7 separate regions of the Mus musculus genome follow, and regions 1, 3, 4, 5, 6 and 7 are each linked to region 2. Evidence: chromatin contacts called from public HiChIP or PLAC-seq and promoter capture Hi-C data. All regions are on one chromosome and are shown on one strand. Each heading gives the region's core, a stretch centred on a gene start, on an enhancer-like site or on the middle of the called end of the contact. The rest is flanking DNA. Distances are from core to core; before and after follow the strand shown. Region 1 overlaps Mef2a (myocyte enhancer factor 2A). Region 2 holds the start of Adamts17 (a disintegrin-like and metallopeptidase (reprolysin type) with thrombospondin type 1 motif, 17). Region 3 holds the start of Lrrk1 (leucine-rich repeat kinase 1). Region 4 has its middle 53 kb from the start of 1700112J16Rik. Region 5 holds the start of Aldh1a3 (aldehyde dehydrogenase family 1, subfamily A3). Region 6 has its middle 18 kb from the start of Gm33515. Region 7 overlaps Mef2a (myocyte enhancer factor 2A).

The links. Promoter capture Hi-C pulls out the DNA fragments that hold promoters and counts their contacts. HiChIP or PLAC-seq counts read pairs in DNA pulled down with a chosen protein or histone mark.
Region 1: a contact with region 2 is called in a promoter capture Hi-C map of embryonic stem cells, with 2.7 times the contacts expected there. The contact joins the enhancer-like site here to the promoter of Adamts17 in region 2. A contact is called at or near these places in 5 of 39 promoter capture datasets (embryonic stem cells, hippocampal neurons, liver and 2 more), 2 of 484 Hi-C or Micro-C datasets (DN3 thymocytes and granulocyte-monocyte progenitors) and 1 of 115 datasets of contacts at active chromatin or transcription factors (astrocytes).
Region 3: a contact with region 2 is called in a promoter capture Hi-C map of embryonic stem cells. The contact joins the promoter of Lrrk1 here to the promoter of Adamts17 in region 2. A contact is called at or near these places in 8 of 39 promoter capture datasets (the 3T3-L1 cell line, 3T3-L1-derived adipocytes, embryonic stem cells and 3 more), 1 of 15 datasets of contacts at CTCF or cohesin (embryonic stem cells), 1 of 484 Hi-C or Micro-C datasets (embryonic stem cells), 1 of 115 datasets of contacts at active chromatin or transcription factors (microglia) and 2 of 9 other capture datasets (embryonic stem cells and pancreatic islet).
Region 4: a contact with region 2 is called in a promoter capture Hi-C map of liver. The contact joins the enhancer-like site here to the promoter of Adamts17 in region 2. A contact is called at or near these places in 18 of 39 promoter capture datasets (the 3T3-L1 cell line, the C10 cell line, the HPC-7 cell line and 13 more), 3 of 484 Hi-C or Micro-C datasets (the C3H10T1/2 cell line, embryonic stem cells and liver), 9 of 115 datasets of contacts at active chromatin or transcription factors (VIP interneurons, astrocytes, craniofacial prominence and 6 more) and 3 of 9 other capture datasets (adipose tissue, embryonic stem cells and liver).
Region 5: a contact with region 2 is called in a promoter capture Hi-C map of embryonic stem cells, with 2.8 times the contacts expected there. The contact joins the promoter of Aldh1a3 here to the promoter of Adamts17 in region 2. A contact is called at or near these places in 11 of 39 promoter capture datasets (the 3T3-L1 cell line, embryonic stem cells, hippocampal neurons and 5 more), 21 of 484 Hi-C or Micro-C datasets (the C2C12 cell line, the HL-1 cell line, the N1E-115 cell line and 13 more), 2 of 115 datasets of contacts at active chromatin or transcription factors (embryonic midbrain and stem cell-derived neural progenitor cells) and 2 of 9 other capture datasets (adipose tissue and pancreatic islet).
Region 6: a contact with region 2 is called in a FOXA1 HiChIP or PLAC-seq map of pancreatic cancer cells. The contact joins the enhancer-like site here to the promoter of Adamts17 in region 2. A contact is called at or near these places in 10 of 39 promoter capture datasets (the 3T3-L1 cell line, embryonic stem cells, hippocampal neurons and 5 more), 5 of 484 Hi-C or Micro-C datasets (embryonic fibroblasts, liver, muscle stem cells and 2 more), 2 of 115 datasets of contacts at active chromatin or transcription factors (embryonic stem cells and pancreatic cancer cells) and 1 of 9 other capture datasets (adipose tissue).
Region 7: an H3K27ac HiChIP or PLAC-seq map of microglia shows a contact between it and region 2, with 5 times the contacts expected there. The contact joins the enhancer-like site here to the promoter of Adamts17 in region 2. A contact is called at or near these places in 6 of 39 promoter capture datasets (cranial neural crest, embryonic stem cells, liver and 1 more), 1 of 484 Hi-C or Micro-C datasets (pro-B cells) and 12 of 115 datasets of contacts at active chromatin or transcription factors (SST interneurons, astrocytes, bone marrow-derived macrophages and 8 more).

Annotation. Positions count from the first base shown.
Region 1 is chr7:67,340,910-67,343,609 of GRCm38.p6, forward strand. The region is part of intron 2 of Mef2a (myocyte enhancer factor 2A); the gene reads right to left. Among named protein-coding and RNA genes, the nearest start is that of Mef2a, 31 kb to the right of the region's middle. Within about 2 kb of position 1,357, at least 18 of the 459 cell types and tissues checked have an H3K27ac peak or open chromatin away from gene starts, as enhancers often do. A contact at or near this core is called in embryonic stem cells, where this site is marked.
Region 2 is chr7:66,838,414-66,841,113 of GRCm38.p6, forward strand. It overlaps Adamts17 (a disintegrin-like and metallopeptidase (reprolysin type) with thrombospondin type 1 motif, 17), which reads left to right and starts at 1,322. Exons shown (of 23, transcript NM_001033877.4): 1 at 1,322-1,498; 2 at 1,835-2,205. The coding sequence starts at 1,423. Gm33627 (a long non-coding RNA gene) reads right to left here and starts at 1,378. Exons shown (of 4, transcript XR_391554.2): 1 at 1,294-1,378; 2 at 299-383.
Region 3 is chr7:66,387,065-66,389,764 of GRCm38.p6, forward strand. It overlaps Lrrk1 (leucine-rich repeat kinase 1), which reads right to left and starts at 1,277. Exons shown (of 34, transcript NM_146191.3): 1 at 1,156-1,277.
Region 4 is chr7:67,167,893-67,170,592 of GRCm38.p6, forward strand. No RefSeq gene overlaps it. Among named protein-coding and RNA genes, the nearest start is that of 1700112J16Rik, 53 kb to the right of the region's middle. Within about 2 kb of position 1,384, at least 22 of the 459 cell types and tissues checked have an H3K27ac peak or open chromatin away from gene starts, as enhancers often do. A contact at or near this core is called in liver, where this site is marked.
Region 5 is chr7:66,426,055-66,428,754 of GRCm38.p6, forward strand. Aldh1a3 (aldehyde dehydrogenase family 1, subfamily A3) reads right to left here and starts at 1,423. Exons shown (of 13, transcript NM_053080.3): 1 at 1,260-1,423. The coding sequence starts at 1,358. Gm33515 (a long non-coding RNA gene) reads left to right here and starts at 2,593. Exons shown (of 3, transcript XR_391552.2): 1 at 2,593-2,682.
Region 6 is chr7:66,445,671-66,448,370 of GRCm38.p6, forward strand. No RefSeq gene overlaps it. Among named protein-coding and RNA genes, the nearest start is that of Gm33515, 18 kb to the left of the region's middle. Within about 2 kb of position 1,446, at least 25 of the 459 cell types and tissues checked have an H3K27ac peak or open chromatin away from gene starts, as enhancers often do. A contact at or near this core is called in embryonic fibroblasts, pancreatic cancer cells and trophoblast stem cells, where this site is marked.
Region 7 is chr7:67,242,816-67,245,515 of GRCm38.p6, forward strand. All of the region lies in intron 8 of Mef2a (myocyte enhancer factor 2A), which reads right to left. Among named protein-coding and RNA genes, the nearest start is that of Lysmd4, 22 kb to the left of the region's middle. Within about 2 kb of position 1,261, at least 83 of the 459 cell types and tissues checked have an H3K27ac peak or open chromatin away from gene starts, as enhancers often do. A contact at or near this core is called in SST interneurons, bone marrow-derived macrophages, forebrain and 2 more, where this site is marked.

The sequences.
Region 1 (2,700 bases), core at 107-2,606, 500 kb after region 2:
AATTTTGAAAATTAAAACCCCTACTGAAGACATTACTACATTTTGCAACTCACAAACATAATTAATAATATTTATTAGCAGGATTCTTTATAGTATCATGAACTTCTGGTTACTGAAAAACAGTCACTATGCTTTTAAAAATATTCATTTCATTCAATGTATGTATAATTGTGAAATAAAAATTGTCTTATTTATAAGACAATTATGATTGAAACTATATAAAAAAGAAGAGACAATTTAAAACAGGATCTTTAGAAGCAATCCCAAGTAAAGGAGCCCATGATTAATTTATTGGTTATCCCCATGCCCCTTGGGCATAAAGGTCCTCTAGGCCAACCACACAGTTCTGGCTAGCCTTGTAGCCCTGGCTGCCTTGAAACTTGTTTGCAGACCAGGCTGACCTCAAACCCAGAGATCTGCCTATCTCTTCCTTCCTCCTAAGTGTTGGGATTAAATGCCTGGTTAGTATTAGTGATTTTAATCAAGCAATTAAATCACTCAGCCAGTTTTTTTTTTCACTGTTAAAAAAATGAAGTAGGTACTGTATAATTCTCTGTCTATGGGAACGTTAATGTAATAAGAAAGAACAGTCTTACACAAAAAAATTCTACAAATGGTTCTTCAGTCATGTTTGTTTGTTTCAAACATCAAAGATGTGATGCATATAGCAGTATGTAATAGGACAGGTTCTGCCATAAAAGGACCTGTATTTAAATCTAAGCTTCAGGGAGCAAATTTTACAATAGTAATAATGCTCATAGACTTATGGAAACTAAGATATCTTTTTCTGTGTGTGTATGTGTGTGCATGCACGCATGTGTAGCCAGCCAGTAGATTCATATTGTGTATAAGTAAATACTAAAAATTACATTACTATTTAATTAACATAAAAATTATGAAAACACTTTAAACACTTTTGAGAGCTTATATAATGGGGGCATAGAGGCTAGCTGGGATTTTTTTGAATTGTGTTGAATCTGTTGATCACTGAAAGTGATATAATTTTAACATTGACCATAATACCAGCTCATATGTAGTATATTACTGCATCTATCTGATGTTTTTAAAATCTCTTTCAGTGACATACTACAATAGAGGTTTGTAGTTTTCAGGATAGAGGTGTTCCACTCAGTTTTGTTTTAAGCAGTGCCAGGCTTTCTAAATAACCAAGACTGATCTGAGCTTCCCTCCTGAGCCCCACTGCTGGGATTATAGACATGGACCATCACTCTTAGTTAATATCCTGTTGAGCCCCATTTTGGCCCTGGTTTGGGCCTTGAAGACAAACCCAAGCCTGGCTCGAATTTTGAGACCTGTCTCAATCACTTCTGAATCGGGTGACTCAGCAAAACTTTTTAGCCCTGCCTCTGCCCTACCATTGCTGACGTAGAGCTTTGCCATTGGTCCTGTCAGTCACTCCATACCCTGTCACCCTTCCCCACCTCCTATGCTATCTTACCCCACCAAAAATCCCCCTCCCTATGTTCAGAACTTATATAAACAAGAGACTGATGCCATGAAGTTAAGTTTCTGCTTCTACAAGACTCCCAGTTCGGTCTTTCTTTTGGGCTGTCAACATTCGACATCCCCCTCAGCCCTGGAGAAACCCCAGTGGGACCAGGACCTCTCGTCTGGACCTCCTGGCAAGGAGTCGGCAATGTCCTACTTCTTTCTTTTATTAATATATTCCAAAGTAACTTATTATCATTAGAAAACTTATTGCAACTAAGCACAATTATATTGGATTCTCTAAACACAAACACTCAACTTACAAGGGACTAAATCCTGAAAAATCCCATCATCAATTGAAACTAAGTAAAAAATGTTTATCTGACCTTTGAAGACCACAGCCCAGCCTAGCCTAGCCTAGCTTAAAACACCCCAAAAACATGTATGACAATTGGGCAAATCCAGACCTCTAGTCTGCTGTGCCAGGTGAGGAAAAGCTGTTTTCCTCCCCTTCCTCACTGGTGATCTATGGCACATGGAGAGCTGGCCCCAGGGTCATTAGAATGGGAAAATTGGCCATGTCCTTCACTATCTGCAACACTTGGAAGAGCAGGCTCCGCACCTTGCCTGGGCAGCAGAGTAGGGCTGATCCTGGTTTCAGGGGGGTTGGGGTGGTGGTGCTGGTGAGCTGGCCCAGAGGTTGTGGAAGCAGATCCAACAAGCTGATGAGCTCAGGTTCTTTTAATTGGCCCACCTCAGCATCTATCCTATCAATTTAAATGCTGGAGTACTGGTCCTAAAAATCCAAAACTAGAGGATCTCCATGACACAGGGCAAGAAAGAATATACAAGAAGAGTTCCTTTGAGGTTCCAGTATGAATAGAGTAAACCAGACCAATAAATCACTGCAATGAGCATTTGCAAGCAAAGAAATTGCTTCCACAACGAGATGGAGTTTTTTTGTTGTTGTTTTTTGTTTTATTCTCTGTTGTGGGGAAGATTGCAAAAGTAAAGGGCAGGTACGGGGATGAGGTAGATGAGTGGGATTAGGGTAAATGGAACCAATAAAAAAGTTAAAAAAACAAACAAACCCTTAAGAGCATCAGTATTCCTAAGACATCAGTACCTTTCTCAACAGTCAACCCTCCTTTACCTCAAAAGGAGACCATTTTCCTGATTATTTTGGTAGTAATACACAGTAACTCAGTCTTTAGTGAGTTCTCATAACTAAGTATCCTTCAAAACAAGTAT
Region 2 (2,700 bases), core at 72-2,571:
CACACACACACACACACACACACACACTCACACAGGGCTAAGGCTTCTCCTTTTCTTCCTGTTTCCCATGACATGGTTGAGGTCACAGTCAAATTCTCATGGTCAAGTGAGGCAAAGCCCTACTCATTCATAGCCACCAACAGAGCCTGACCCATGCTGCCAGTCACCCGAGGGTGCCAACCGGTGAGTGACAGCCACTAGATCAGAGACTGGCTCGGCAGCACATTCTGTGATACGCCTTTGTGGAGAGCTGCAGACAGCTTACCAGGACAGGGGCACCAAACTTAGGGAAACTCACCAGTGTTTACCTCGTCTCTGGATGCTTTCTGGTAATTCAGCCCTGTGATGAAGTCTGGATCCTGTGATGAGGGGTGAGTAGGGGCCTTTTTGAAAACAAGCAAGCAAACAGACAAAAAGGGAGAGATGAGGAGCCATCTGTGACTGCTGTGGTATCCCTGTGCTCAGTCAGTCCTGCTATCTGTAGGACAATTTTAAAGAGGCCAATGGGATTACCCATAGGGGTCTGCTAGGGATAATATCTGGCTAGATTCTGCTGGAAAATTGAACACTCATTCTGTTCGTGAAAGGCTGGGTTCAAGTTCAGGCTCTGCCTCTCAGCTCTCCAGGGTCCTGCGATGCAAAGCGCAGCTAATATACCTCCCTAAACACACCTGACCTAAAGTCAGGATCACAGACACAAGACACGGCTCTGACAGATACTAGCTGTCCAATTTAAGCAGGCTCCTTACATTTCCTTTTTCTCAGTTTCCCAGTCTTCAGGGGAGTGTTATTATGCTCTCACCTTCTTGGATTCTGTGAAAGTATAGACTGCAAGAAGCCTGCGGGGTGTGGACAAACACCATAGATATAGAAGTCAGGCATGAATTCAGGTGTGCTAGGAACACTGGGCTGCGTCTTTCCAGCCCAAACTAATCAAAAATAGGAGTCACTTCAATACATAGAGATTTTCTTTTTCTTGTACTGAACTGGTTGGTCTGGCCTATCTTCCTAGGAAGCCTCAAAGGTGATCTCCCAAATGTGAACAAACTGAAGACCAGGCTGGTGTCCTCCTGGCTGCTCCAAGATGCTGCAGCTGAGCCGGCTCGCGCCTGCCACCTGGTGTCACAGCCTACCTACTGCCTAGAAACCACGTGTAAGAAAGTGCTTACAACCTAACTACGCACGTTGGTTTCGACCGGCCCTAACCAATACGGACAGGGAAGGCGGGGCAGAGAAAAGCAAAAGCCCAATCACCGCCTACTTTCCAAGGAGAAGGTGGGGCTTAGTATTTACCATGTTGGGTTTGTCCGCAGCGCTAATTACTTTTTCCAAAGGCTGCAGGGCTGCACTCCGGTTGGCTTCGCCGCCTCGCGAGTCCCTGCTCTATCACTACAGTCTTGGGGGCTGCTGGTCCCAAGTACCATGTGTGACGGCACCCTGCTGCCCCCTCTCGTCCTGTCCTTGCTGCTGCTGGTGTGGGGGCTGGACCCGGGCACAGGTAGCGTTCCTAGCTCTCGCGGCCACCTTCCCGGTGCCTTCCCGAAGCATCCCGGCGCCCGGGTGCATAGGTGGACCGCTGACAGCATCCCCTGAGGAGGAGAGTGAAGGCCGCGGCCGGAGAACTGGTCTCTGGTTCCCTCTCGGCACGCGGATGGCGAGCTGACCCCCGGTGCGATCGAGTGGCTTCGCCAGCTTGGAGAGGCCCGGCTCGGGGAGGGAAGGGAGTGCGGGGTCACGGCTGCGCGATACCCACGGAGCCTTGCGAGTCAGCGCCGGAGCGGCCGGCAGCCCTGGTGGCCAGGCTGGTGCTGACGCGTGTCCTCTCTCCCCGCAGCTGTCGGCGACGCGGCGGCCGACGTGGAGGTGGTGCTCCCGAGGCGGCTGCGCCCCGAGGACGTGCACCTGCAGTTGCTGCCGGGAGCAGCGGGGCTCCGGCGGTGGCGGCGACCGCGAGCATCTCCAGGTGGCCATCGAGCAGGGCAAGGAGAGCGCGCCCTGCTACTGCACCTGCCGGCCTTTGGGCGCGACCTATACCTGCAGCTGCATCGCGACCTGCGTTTCCTGTCCCCAGGCTTCGAGGTGGAGGAGGCGGGTGTCTCGGGGCGCAGCGGACATCCTGCCGAGCTGTGCTTCTACTCCGGACGAGTCCTGGGCCACCCGGGCTCCCTCGTCTCCCTCAGCGCCTGCGGCGCCGCCGGCGGCCTGGTATTGCCCGCGCCCCCTATGGGTCTGCCTTGCCCAGTCTGTTACTTCTCCTGGGGTGGTCCCGCGGAGGGCTGGGCGGGAGAAGACCTACCTTCCCATCTCCTTCACTTGGCCCTTTCAGACTGTGCCTTCCTAGGAGAGAGAACACAGGGGAAGGCCTGTTATTGTCCTGGCTTCTGTTGTGTCCTGAACCTGGCCGAGGTGGGGTTGCATTGAGAAATTAGCTATAGCTCACCTAGAGGAAAGAATATGAACCTGTCGTTCCCACTCTGACAGCATCAGCACAGGTGTGTATGTTTTCTGCACGTTATGGGGAAGCTCTAAAGTGTTCATTCCCTGTCTAGGAATGGGGTATCTAAGCACTTCTCTTCTGTCCCTTGAGCCTTCTTACATTAGGAGGGGACCCCAGGCAGGCCATGGTTAGTCTCATTTTTGCTAGCTGAAAAGGTAAGACCAAGAGAGGAACTGTTGTCAGTATCTCTAGTGCCTTACTCT
Region 3 (2,700 bases), core at 27-2,526, 450 kb before region 2:
AACTATTAAGGAGACTGTTGTAGGTGTGGGGGAAGGAAACGTTTGGCTGACTAGAAAAGCCCCTCTAAGGACAAATTAGGTGTTGGTATGCTATATTCTTCTGGAACATGAGCAAGGACAATGAAAACCAAATCACAGAAAGAATTCAATGCTAAAGTTTTTCAAAGTGTACAAATCGTAGGTCCTTTGATGCTGCTATGTGAGTGTGAGTGACCAACTCATCAAAAATAGGTTATTTGGTGAGAATTTGCTAAGAGAATTTGCCTTTAAGACCCTATCTATCCTGCTCCGGTTTTTGCAGGGATGAGCATCATGTAAGAGAAAAACGTAATGGCCTCAAACTATTAAAAGCCAGACTGAACTGGCTGTCAGCATCCCTAGAGTCTCTCCATTGCTGTCTTTCTTACTGCCCCTCCAGGAATTCTTGTTCTCATCCATTAAGGACTGCCACTGGCTCCAAGCAACAGAGCCCATAGGCAAAGTGATGGGACCACAGGGTGAGAAACATGCCCCACGCGTGGAGCAGGGGAAGACCTCCAGACCATCCAGCACCACCCGGCTGTCCCGCACGCGCGGGAAGAGCCTCGCTGGGCCTTTGCCTCCAGCCACTCGCGCCCACGAACTCCCACGCTTAGACCCCACCCCCACTCCCAAGTTAAAAGTCAGGCTTTTTTTTTTTTTTTTTTTTTTCCAAACGCAAAAGAACTTTGTAGTCTCCCTAGTGTTTCCTACTTTTGTTTCTGAACTCGGCTCCCCGCCCCCGCCCCGCTCCGATCCCAGGCTGGTTTTCGGCTGCCCCAGCTCCCGGGTTCTAGCTCTGCACTCGCTTTAACCCTTCAAGGGGCGAGGGTCGCTGCGCAGCCCAGAGAGGCAGCGAAGAGACCCCGGGCAGCCCGAGTTCCAGACGCCCACCGGAGCTGTGACCTGCGGGTCCCGGACACAGGCCGGGGTCCGGAGCACGCGGTCGCCCGGGGTACGGGGTGCTGAGCTGGGGAGAGGAGCTGTGGGGCGAGGCGAGACGCAGGGCACAAGCAGGCGACGGCGGCTGCACGCGGGGACCCGGGCGCGGGACGGGGTGGTGCGGGCAAAGCTTGGATCTAAGGTGCGGGCTTCGCTCGGGTCCTCGGACAGGGCGCGGGTCGGAGCAGCACTTACCTGCGGCGGCAGGGTCTGGAAGCCGCGGATCGGCGACATCAGAGGGCCGGGGCCTGCCGGTCCTACCGTACTCTGCCCTGCAATGCTCTGGCCGCCGGGGGCCAGACGCACTTCCTCAATCCTGCGGCCGCCTGGCGGGCGGAGAGGGCGGGTGGCGCGGAAGCAGGGCTGTGCCAGAGGGTCGGCCGCCCCGACCTCCCCTGGATGGCCTGCCTCGGTTTCCCTAGCTGCAAGATGTCGGTGACCAAGCTCACTGCTCTTGTGCCTCGGTAGACGCTTGGGTCTTGAAACTTTGTGGACTCCTCTCCAAATTTGAATGCTTTGCTGCCTTCCCTGCGGACAGGCACAGTGACAAGGTTGTGCCTTTCCTACCCTGCTCGAGTAACAGATTAATTTTTATCCTGTTTGCTGGCCATATACTGTGACTGTAAATATTAAGAGAGCGAGAATATTAATGTGTGTGCAGGTCTTTATGGAGCGGTGCAGAAACTACATTTTAAAAGTTGATGTTTTGTAAACTGCGCTTTTTCACCACACGAGTTCGCTAACTTAAATTATGGACGTTTGCAAAGATATTACTAGCTGATGAATATTTTTCGATTTTCGAACTCCGGAGTAGCTGGGATTACAGGAGCATGCCACCCTGACTGGCTGCTTGTGGCGATGAGGTGGAATGTTGTCAGTTGATTCCACTGAAGTTAATAACCAAACGCGGCTATACACTCAGCAGGCAAGCTTCGGATTCCGCTCGTTTTCCCCGAGAAAAGATAATCCTTGGTAGAAAATCAGTACTGGACCGAAGTGCTTCTTACTGGTAAGAATGAATATTCCTGAGACCAAGTGCAAAGAACATTGACAGACCGCCTCACTGGCAGCTCACAGAATTTGAGAAGCCGTGGGCCGCCTGAGATATTTTGGGAACACCTCAAGTGTTTGTTTAGAGTTGGAGTTTGTATCCCTAGTTGGCAAGGCCACAACCTCGCAGCTCTTCTACGTTCGCTCTTCTTTTCCTCCATCGAACACTGTTACAAAAATGTAGGTGGGGTTCTGCAATCCTGTCCTCACCACCGAGGTCCTCAGACCAATTAGCAAGGCCAGCAACATGACTGCTATGGAAAAGTCCCTAATAATTTGCAAGGCATGGCGTCAGCAGTTTGAATGAGCCTGGCTTGGTGGCGCCTTCAGGGCATACATACATCACTGCCACCTAGCGTTACTAAAAGGAAGTCCATGTCTAGAGCCAGGACCAACACACACTAAGAGGACTTGTGTTGCCTATGCTTAAGTGGCAAGAAATTTTCCACTTTAAACAATCTTAGAAATAGGTTAAGAAAAGTGCCCAATTTAAAACAAACAAACGAGCAAACAAAGGTCTGGAATATTCGACACATATATGAGCTTTTTTTGAGATGGCCATATCACAGTATTCAACTGTACCCAGTAGGTGTGTTTTAATCACAAGTTTGCAAAGGAGACAATTACAGAATAGCTAAAATTCCTTCTCACTTCTTTTTCATTCCTGCAGACCCATGTTTTTCTTGGGTT
Region 4 (2,700 bases), core at 134-2,633, 330 kb after region 2:
ACTTCACACAGCCCTGCAGCCCACCTTACACAGGCCTCAGGAAGGGCAGGGTACCCTGACTCAGTTTCCCACAAGTTCCTTCTCACTACCCTCATCCCATTCTCTCTCAAGTGCTTGCTAGTTATGCCCTTTCTATCCTTTTCCGTGTCCTGTTACTCCCTCTCTCCCCATCATCTCTCCTTTCTTTCCCTTCCTCTCCAACTCAGAGGACCACACAACCCTGAGCCAGCTCCATTAAGATGAAAACCCATCCACTGGTCTCCAGGAAGTGGGGCTGCACCAGGGGCTGTGTTCCTCCATATCTTTACAATGCCAAAACCCCTTTTCTGAAAAGGCACGGCAGCCGTTCACCCAGGACCCTTGCAAACCCACTGTTCCTTAGAAGTTTTAGAGTCTCTGAGCGAGCACTCGCTTCCAGCTCACTACTGTGTGTGCCAATCGCACATTCAGCTAAGGATGTATCTCCTGCAATTGGCTTTCTTTGCCACTGCAGTTAATTTTAACATGCCAGCTGATAGTTATAAAACCAGCAGTCCTGGAAGTCCTGTCCAAGGATCGTTATGTATTAGCACAGCGTTAACAGAGAACATCACAAAGTCAACATACAATTATAACTGCCGACCTATCAAACACTGACAGGCTTTGAAAGCTCAGTGGAAACCAAATGCCATTTTATTAGATGGACTCGGAAGAGGGAAGAGTTCACGGAAGCGGTGATGTTACAGTGGGGTTGGTTTGATGTGCTAATAGTCTTTGCTAATATTTTCTTTTGTAAAGCAAACAGATCATATACACATATTACATCATAAATTCGCAACTGCGTTCTGTAAATATACCTCCACGCACACATACACATGCACAATGCAAAGTACCACAGAGCTGACATGGAATAATCTACTGTGACTTACCTAATGGCCCTGGGATGATTTTAACAGGGTCTCCGCATCAACTGAAGCGGTAATCATATGCTCAGTTAAGGCAAGAGGCTCCCAAGAGAGCTGCAACACCCATCTGAAGATACAAGTTATGCTATATAAAATTTATTGCCACTATGACTCATATTTTAACTACCCGTTTTACAATGCAAATCAATAAACTTTTATTGAGCAGTGTAATAGATGCAGGGTGGAGGGACAAAAGATGAATAATGCCCAGCCCATCCTGGGACAGATAGTCATAACAATATGTTTATTGTACCCTTCTCCTGGCAAGTAAGAAGCTCTGCCCAAATGTGGAAAAATATTTAAGTCTGTTCAAAACTAATAGGGTGGTTGGCTCTGAGCTCAAAATAAACAAACCTTTGCCCACGGAGAAATCAGATCTGCTGCCCTTCTGATCTGACTCGCCAAAGCCAATTTCTCTGAGTTTGACTGCCTCCCTCGCAAATGGCCTCAGATGAACTCTGTACCTCTGACATCGCACCACATAGTGACACTGTCTGTGCTTCACAGACATAGTGACCACCAGGCACAGTGAAGAGCCTGCCTGGTCTTTCTCTGAAGATCTACCTAGAGGTCATGATAGATAGACACAGCCTGTCTGCACACAGCCAGGTGCACTTGTGGGCTTGGCTTTCATGTGGCTATTTTGGGGTGTTCAAAGAGATAAAGGGGAACGCACATTTTAAAAGAACGGGAAATATGTGAAAGATCAAGGAGAGAAGAAAAAAAAAGATCTAAGAAGAAAAGACAGAATTGACAAGCAAAGTTAGTAAAACACAAAAGTCAAAATAGCGGATGAAATCCAGAGCGAAAGGAATCAAACAGAGGATTCAGGACGTGAGAGATAATACTGAAGAACTTTACCCAGAAGAGAGCACATAGGGACAGATGAATTTTCAAAAATGAAAATACAGATAAGTAAGAGCAGAGATATTTTGAAAGCTTCTCTCTAATAGTCTCTCCAGAGGCCGGAATAAAGAACATGGCAGAGAGGAGCTGCCTGAAGACACAATGGCCTAAGACAGACATCCTTACATCAAAAGGCACAGCTCCAGACACTGCAGTTCCTGGGGGTCGGGGGGAGTCATGTCCGATCCTTCCAGGGAAGCCTGAAGCTGAGTGTACTGCTAAACCCTATTCAAACTGTGTCCCAGTCCTGCATAGGCTAATCTGTGATTAAGCTTAATTTTAAATTAGACACAGGAAGAAAAGAAACAATAAAAATAGAATAATTATAATACTCTATCAACCTTAGCATATAATTTTTTCCCCACAGTTGAGGATATGTTTACTCAAAGAAAGCCCATGTTGGTTCCTTTTCAGCATATCTGAATTGCTAACAACACTATGGCTTTGTTTGAGGGCTGGCAATTAAAACAGAGATGGCCTCCATATAAGCACAGGGACAAACCACAGTCTATCTAATAACCTGGGTGGCTATTAGGTGATTAGCTGGCAATAGCATATGCTGTCTGGATACACCAGACCAAGGGGTGGTTCCCATCCTAAGCGAGGCAGAGAAGTGGGGTGCTTTATTGTGCCCCTTAGAACAGGGCACAGCTTAGAACTTATGAATGGTCTGTTTCTAGAATTTTCCATTTAATATCTTTAGGACTGCAGCTCTATTGAAAATATAAACATAGATAAAGGGCCACATTGCTATAGGAAAAATAATAAATAAAGGTAAATAAAGGCTACACATCATAGTGAAACTTCAGACATTAAGAACAAAGAGAGCATTTTTGTGTTACTGAGGAAA
Region 5 (2,700 bases), core at 173-2,672, 410 kb before region 2:
TCCCAGCCCCGATGTTGAAATTCTCCCTCCGAAGCTGACACGATCGAGGAAACTACATTTTAAAAAACTTTCAGTCTTCCCAGGACTGTGCCTCTCTTGATTACAGAGCCTTCCTTGGGAAAACAGTTCATGTAAATGTCATGCAATTTATATGTCGGCACGGCCGACTTCAGGGGGACTAAGTACCAACATATCAGAATCTGAAGCCCACACATAGCGACCTGCCACTTTCACCTTTTGATTAAAATTATTCAAGAGGGATAATTGCTACTTTTGAAAATAAAAACCCATGAAGGCGGCTTCTTAGCATCGTGTCAGCTGGAGTTGAGCTCGGTGGACAAGACAGGAAAATAAGAGGGGTTGAGGTTTCCAGACCTGAAGCCGATGGAGCGCTGTGGTCCCTCAGACGCCCGCCAGTACACCTAGCAGTCAGAGCAGCGCATCTCTGAATTTAGACTTGTTCTTCCTCTCTGAGCCTTCTCTGCTCCCAGACATCATTGTCCCTGAAGCTCTGGGCAGGTGAGCTCACCACTATGCTAGTTCCAGCCTCCCAGGAAAGGGCAAACACCACCAGGCCTGCCTATGGTCTTGTTCAACCCGCAGCTCCTTCCCTGGGCCCAGATCGAGAGGCCTTGAGGAGTACTCCTCAATGACGTCCATCTTTCCTCCCCTGCTCTCCTGGTAAGCTGGGATCAGACTGAACACAATGGACAGGACGGACGGAAGGACGGACGGGGTACTAGACCCTTCTCTCATTGCCCAGGAAGACTTACTTCCAAGTTGCAGTTCCTGGTGTGCCTCAAACTCATCCTGGAGTGCTCAGGTATCTCTAGCCCCCCTCCCCCGCCCCCTAACCCAGGTCCTTCAGCCCAGAAAGCCCTCTACCAAGAAGTCGCCCTATGCCCATTCACCAAAAGCACCAGCACTCAAAGTGGGCGGTGGCCCGGACACTGGGGGTGGGGGTGGGGGCGGCTCTGCAGGCTGCAACTCCCGCACCGTGGGCGCTGCACTCACTGCATCGCTCCTGCTCCTCTTCTGGCTTTGAGGCTTAGATCGTTCAGCCAGAGGTGCAGGTTTCCATTCTGGGGTGCCCCTCAAAAAAGTGCAGTTTCCAAGGAGCCGGCCCCCACCAGAGACGCTCAGGTGTGGGCAGCTCCCTGCGGACTCCCAGCACGGTTGTATCTTGGTCCCCACTCTCCCTACCAGGCTGCTCGGCGCAGGAGTCCCAGGCCGTCGAGTCGACAGCGCACCCTCCTCACCTTGGTGAACTTGACCTCCAAGTTGCGGATGGGGCGCGGCAAGGCAGGCGGTTTCCCATCCGGCTGTCCGTTTTCCACAGCCCCGTTGGTGGTAGCCATAACTGGTTCGCACTCTCCGGTCCGTGTCCCCGACGCACCAGCTTGGCCTGGGCGGTGCGCAGCCTGCTCTGGGTGACAGCTCCGCGCCTTTATGCAGCGCCCCACGCCTCCCGCCCAAGGGGGCCGCCTAATTGGCTGCAGGACGGAGGAAGGGAGGGCGGGCGCGGGAGAGGAGGAGGGGACCCGGCCGCCGCTGCTACCCCTCCTGTTGTCCCTGCCCCTCCGGGAGCGGGACGGTCCCAGACCGACCTAGGCTGCGGCCAGAGAGCTCTGTCTGCGCATCGCTGGGCGGCCACACCGCGGGCTTCCGCAGCCTAGTAGGCTGCCCTTCTGCGAACTTGGGGGCCGGGGGCACCAAGGCCGGGAATTCCCAAGGGTCGGACATCCGTCAGGGCAGGGAGCCGGCTCGTAGCGATCGCAGTAACAGGCCTCTCTCTGGGCAATCTCGAGATTTTGTCAGAGGCACCTGCGGTCCCCGGACCACCGCAGCGGCTCTCCAAAACTTCGGCGGGAGTGAGCGCTCTCTCCGGGACCCTGCGTTGTGCCTCCCAGGATCTAGACGTCTTGTGGTCACCACCCGTGGCTGCCTCAATTTGGGGTCCAACTGCCAGAAGCCTGCGCTCCATCCTTCCCAAGCTAGGGCCGCCAGCGGAGGAGGTCTACTCTGAGCCTGGCTGGCAGGAAACTTCCGTCACACCCACGACAGCAGGCTAAGCGACAGCTCTTATGCGCAGCCTTATGGAGTTTTGCGGCTGATGGTCCTGTGACCTTCATATAAGTACGCACAACCCTAGGGAGGCAATTATTTTAATTTTTCAAACGCACAAATTAAACTTCCGTTTTAAAAAAATGGAAAAAAAATCCCCAAAACAAAACATGAGATCTTTGCAGCTAGTTGCTTTCAGACTAAAAGCTCTTAATGTTTATGTTGCTCAGAACTGCCAAGAGGGGCTGTGGGAAAGGCATGTCCAACTCGTTTAGGAAACGCTTCTTTCAGCCCAGGACTTAAGACTTAAGCTTCATCCGAAACCCGGAGAAGTGTCTCACCCACGTGTAGGGTGGCTGCATCAGGGGGTGAGGCTTGAACTCCCCACAGAGGAGGGGGTTTAGTCCTTAGAGAGATTTGGCCATGTGCTTCTGTGTAAGGTACCTCCCTCTGCCTGTTCTAAGGACTCAGCCTCCATTTCTGTTCCCCATGTCCTTCCTCACTGTCTTGTCACTAGGAATCCTTCTGGATAGTGGAATAAGCAGTAAACCTTCAGAAGGCCCTATTTGAGCTGTGCCCTCTCAGACAATCTCCTGCTATTAAGGATTGAGCATGCAGGTGAGAGTGGGGATGGGG
Region 6 (2,700 bases), core at 196-2,695, 390 kb before region 2:
CCTGTCCCCTCCAAGCCCCCTGTCACCTCTTGTCTCTCTCCTTGTCAAAGTTTAATTAGGACAACGAGCTTTCACGGGCTCGTTTCTCACTTCAACAACTTTCTAACACTTCCTAATGAGGGGCCAGAGTTGAAGAGCTAGGGGAGGAGAGAGAGTCGTGGGCAAGGGGATGCAGACAGACAGTTGAGGGGCTGGGAGGAAAGGGGTGGGTGTGAGTGCTGGAGATCGGAGGAGGCCAAAGGAAGCTCAAAACCACAGCGGCTCCTTGGGGAACTGTGGACTGGTCTAGAAAGAAAAGAAAAGAAAACAATTCCTAGCAGTCTTTGTTTTCTGGGTGGCCAGACAGTAATTTCCCCCAATGCTCTATGGTTCTGGAAAAGCAAGCAAGGGATGGGTCACAGGGGCTACTTCTGAACACCTTCCACTCCCGTCACTGACTCGCAAGCTTCTGCCATCCACGGCGTCCCACCGACAGAGCCACGGTGACTGGGCCAAGCCCTTAATGCTCTGCCTAACCAGACTCCACAGTTATTGTTACCTGCACTGGGCATGAGTGGGCGAGACTTCCTATGCAGAATCAAGATCATAAACTCAAGGTTTTATTCTGAACTCCAAGGAGACTCTGGCTTGGCTGGGCCCAAAGGATGTAAAAAGCAGAGGGTGGTGAGAATAAGATCCGTGCACCTCTTTGTCTACATCAGTCAGGGCAGGGCAGGGGAGGGTGTTCTGCAGTAACAAGCAGCTATAGCAGAGATGTGGAAAGCCCCAATAGTTTATTTATTCTGCTGTCCATGGTGGGTCAACTAGCTCTCTATGTCCTCTCCTCGTGGTCCACAGTGGGTAGAACCATACCACACTATTGATATCACTCCCCATGCTTTGATAGAGGGAGAGAGTTGGTGACACTCTACTGGCTCTTGAAATGCTCTCATCGAGGTGACACATAAATGGTTTGGGTCCCTTTCATTAGCCAAGAATTTGCATATACTTAGTTAACTTTCAGCAAGGAGAGATAAACAATTCTGTCCTGATTCTTAAAGCTAGAACCAGAACTATTTGGACTGTACTAATACTAGTGACTAGTGCTAATGAGCTGTTTGTAAGCTAATGCTGTGTAACAAATAGCCCCACAGTGCAGAGGCAGAAAACCTTAACCATTTCTTGTCTCACTCAGGACTTCGGCAGAAGCTTAGATCTTGAGAAAGCTCATGCTTTCTCGTGAAGTTGAACACAAGATGTGGCCAGGGCTGTGGGCATTAGAAGGCTTGACTAGGGCTGGGTAGGCTGCTTCCAAGAAGACGTACCCACAGGGCTATTGGCAGGAGGCTTCAAAATTCCTTACTGTGTGGGGGTTTGTCTACTGTGGAGCCTGAAGGTATTCATGATGTAGCAGTTGCTATTTTCCAGAGGGAGGAGGGAGAAAGAGGGTGAGGCAGACACTAGCTTCGGAAATTTACCACTGCAGGGTGTGGCCTGTTAGAACCAGGATCTCTTCCTGGTAGACTGAACCCTGCCCTTTGTGTAGAAGGTGAAGAAAATTTTAGCTGAACTCCTCAGAAGCTAAATACATACCAACTTGTCAGTTCTGTGCTACAGCAAGCTGACAAGCCACTATCCTGTAACCTCAGATTGTGGATGACACTTGAGGGCTCAAGAGCTTCTGACCACCCTGGCACAACTGGGATGGAGGTGTTAACCAATGTGGCCGGCAACGGAGGGGGCATCACAGAAGCCCTGAGAGACAGCTCCATAGGAAGATGGCCCAAATGAAGCGATGGAGTCTCAGGGAGAAGAGCCCACCCAGCTGCTGTGGAAGAGTCTCTGCTGGAGGTGGTGGGGTGGTGTTTATTAAATTTAAAAACTGGCACTGCATTGGTTCTCAACTTTCCTCAGGGTGCAACCCTTTAGTTCAGTTCTTCAAGTTGTGGTGACTCCCCCCAGACACAAAATTATTTTTGTTACTACTTCGTAACTGTCCTTTCACCACTGTTATGAATCGTGATGTAAATATCTGATTTGCCGGATATCTGATATGTGTCTGAGAACCACTCCTTTGGTCCGTTAGAAAAGTTGTCAGTGCTGAGGTATCTAATTAACGGAGTTTGAGTTCTACTCCCATCCCCAAAGGAAAGAAAATTGGAAAGGAAGGGAGGGGAAAGAAACAAGAAGAAGAAAACACAAGTTGTCCAGGGAGAGTGTGGTCTGTTTTCAATTTCAATGCCAGTATTTGTAGAACGAGGGATGGGGGAGATGTCTGGGCAGCTGAGTCTGAAGGCATCTCCCAGGATGTGAGCATCTGCATATAAGGAGAAGAGGGCAGCACTGCCCCAAACAGGCAGGGTACACAGAAGGTGTGATCTCTTGTTGGGAGAAGTTTGAGGATGCTGGGCAAAGAGTGGTGGATTCCCTCAAATGGCCTTGTTACTTTTCAATCAAGAATGAGAAATCAATAACAATAATAATAATGACAATGAGGATGACGACAACGATGATGACGATGGAGATAAAATTTTAAAAAGAGCATGTGGACCTTTGGCCAAAGTAGATGGGTTTCTGTGACTTAGTGGATCCAATCAGGTGCTGCCGGCAGCATTACCTTATGGGGCTGAGACAGGCAGAGGAGTCTGGAGGCAGCTTGGCTCCTAGGAAGCCTCCTTTGTCCCTTCTCTGTGCATACATGGGTGAAAGCCTTACAGGAGT
Region 7 (2,700 bases), core at 11-2,510, 400 kb after region 2:
GGCAGTCGCAGTCTCTGGATGCTCCTTCCTTCCTTCCGTCTCAGCTCCAAACTTTGTCTCTGTAACTCCTTCCATGGGTGTTTATGAAGTTGTAAAGAGTGTGATTGACTACACTTTTTAGCGATCTTTCTTATCTTCATGATTTCTACATTTCAACACACTCAGAAACTATCTCTGAGATTCTGCAGTTAAGTGTCATTTTAAGGAAGGCAAAGTCACACAGTGTCACACATTGGTATGACAGGTGGAGAAACAGTTCAGGCTCAGCACTGAGTCAACAATTTCAATGAGTTTTTGAGGGAGAGACTTAATCTGGTCTCAAATAAAACTAGGTAAAAATAGTGTTCAGATGGTTCTGTGTAGGCTATCCCTACTCTGGGCTTTTTAGAGTTGCATCTTCATGGCAACTTCTTGGTATGACTTCAAAGACTGTAGAAATAATGACCCTCCATACTTGGTCTGCCCACCAGCTAGATCCCTGCAAGCAGTGTGTTCCGTGAGTAAGTGACTTTCAGAACCACTAGAGGGCAACACAGTGATAGATAATTAAAGCATTTAGGACAATAATTTAAGGGTAAAGAGCAGGGTCTAGTAAAAGATGAATTATTTCAGTTTGAACCATAATGCAACCATTAGTGGCATCCTTAACTCAAGAATTTCCCCCCAAAGATATTCATTGTATAATCTAGCATCACATTTATAGCTAATCAGTGAGTATATTTCATATACCAATCCAAAAATGAGCAAGCACAGAACAAATAAAAGATCATCTCTTATTTTAAGGATAAAGAACAAAGAAACTTATTTGAAAAGAAACTGTTAAAAACACACCAGCATGCATAAACATGTCATCATAAGGAAATGAAAATAGTGGGTGCCTTTACACCCCATGCTCACATGCACTCCTAACCCCTGCCCATGCTAACACTGGAACACTCACAAGTTTTTATTCCCTTTAAATCGGAGTCATCTAATTAGACTTGGAATGCATATGATGACATCTGTTGAGTTTGGGTTTTAGTTCCCAACATAGAGGTAAGTTATTTTTAGTCAAGTTTTTTTTCCACAGGAAAAAAACAACATAAAATATGTTTTGGATAAACAGGTAAGAGCTGCTTTTAAAGACTCAAACATTCCTCGTAAGAAGCAAATGTGTGTGTGTTCAATCACAGCCACTTCTTTTTGTAAACAGGGAACCCCCTTGTGGTTCCGACTGCCTCATGCAGGATGAGATAATCAACTCTGAAAAAGGTGACCTCACCAAAAATGATGTAATCTTTTTGAAAGAAAGAAACATAACACAAGATTCTGTGTTACGATCTCAGGGACTCTGAGGGTGAAGTCATTTTCTAAAAACACTTTAATAATTTCGAAAGCCACATAAGGTATTTTGTGTACTTCCTTAGCAAAAAAAGCTTAAGTATCTTGTGTTCATGGATAGCTATTGTTTTTACAAGTTACTTCAATATGTCTTCTCCTTTACCCATCAAATAAAAGGGACCAATATATACAGCAATAAACATAAACATAACTAGGATCAGTAGTGCCAGTAGGTGGATTTCTTGATTAAAAAATGTTTGGATAGTGGAAAACAAATAGAAAAATATCTTTGTAACAAAGGAACAAAGGTTAAATAAGAACATTTAAAATAATTAGTACTATTTATATATTTTTCAACTCTGTTCAAGCAGGAAACCACACTCACCAACTCCAATTCCTCTTCCTCCGACTGTACTCAGCACATAAGAGGGATAAGAGAGTTAACTAAGACTGTTGGAACTTGCAACAAGATCTTTCTTTAGAAAAACATGGCATTTGGATTCTAGTAGCTGTTTGCAACTTTACAGAGGTTCTATACATATCAAACGATGCATATAGTACTTGCCTCTACATTATAGTTGCTTTTTCAAAATAAAGGAAAATTCTTTTAAATTCTCTAGCCAATGATTTAAAGCCCCATCCTGTCCCTTAATCCCACCTCCTCTTACATGGGTCTCTCCTACACACAGCATTGCTTCTGAGACACTTCCAAGTTTAACACTGTGCACATATACATTTAATCCCTGCATAGCTACCCCATCTGGCCAGACAGTTTGTATACATGCCTGTCTACTACCAGACTCTATTGTTAGAAAACTGCTGTGTGTTTTATTTTCCCAGTGGCCAACACATTATAAGACACAGTAAGTGTTTACTAATAAATGCTATAGTTTTGAGTAATAATATATGTTTACCATTTGCAAATAACAGTGTTCCCATGAATAAAACTATCTTAGTGGGGTAAAGCCTTGCATATGACAAAGAAGAGACTGGAAGGGAACTGTTAAACTTTAAAAACAGTAAAAATGAATAAGACAGGTTTTCTCCTTTTAAGTGGTTATGAAATACTTCTATGCTAGAAACAGTCTGCTCATTGATATTTCCTATTTCACTTGAGTAAGTCAAGTTTCTTCCAATTTGTGAAGTGTCCTAAGCCTCACTGGTTTCTCTGCAAATGAATAAACTGATCATTTACTCAACAAAACAAGCACTCAGCGTACAAGTAGGCAAATATAGTTCAGCTGCTCACTTAAACATATCATTTTGTTATCTCCAATTTACAAGACAGATGTCAAAATAATATCAAACTCTTGCTGTATGTAAAATACAGTGTAACTTTACAGAGATAAGGGTATAAATAGCTTATATGACAGTTTTAAT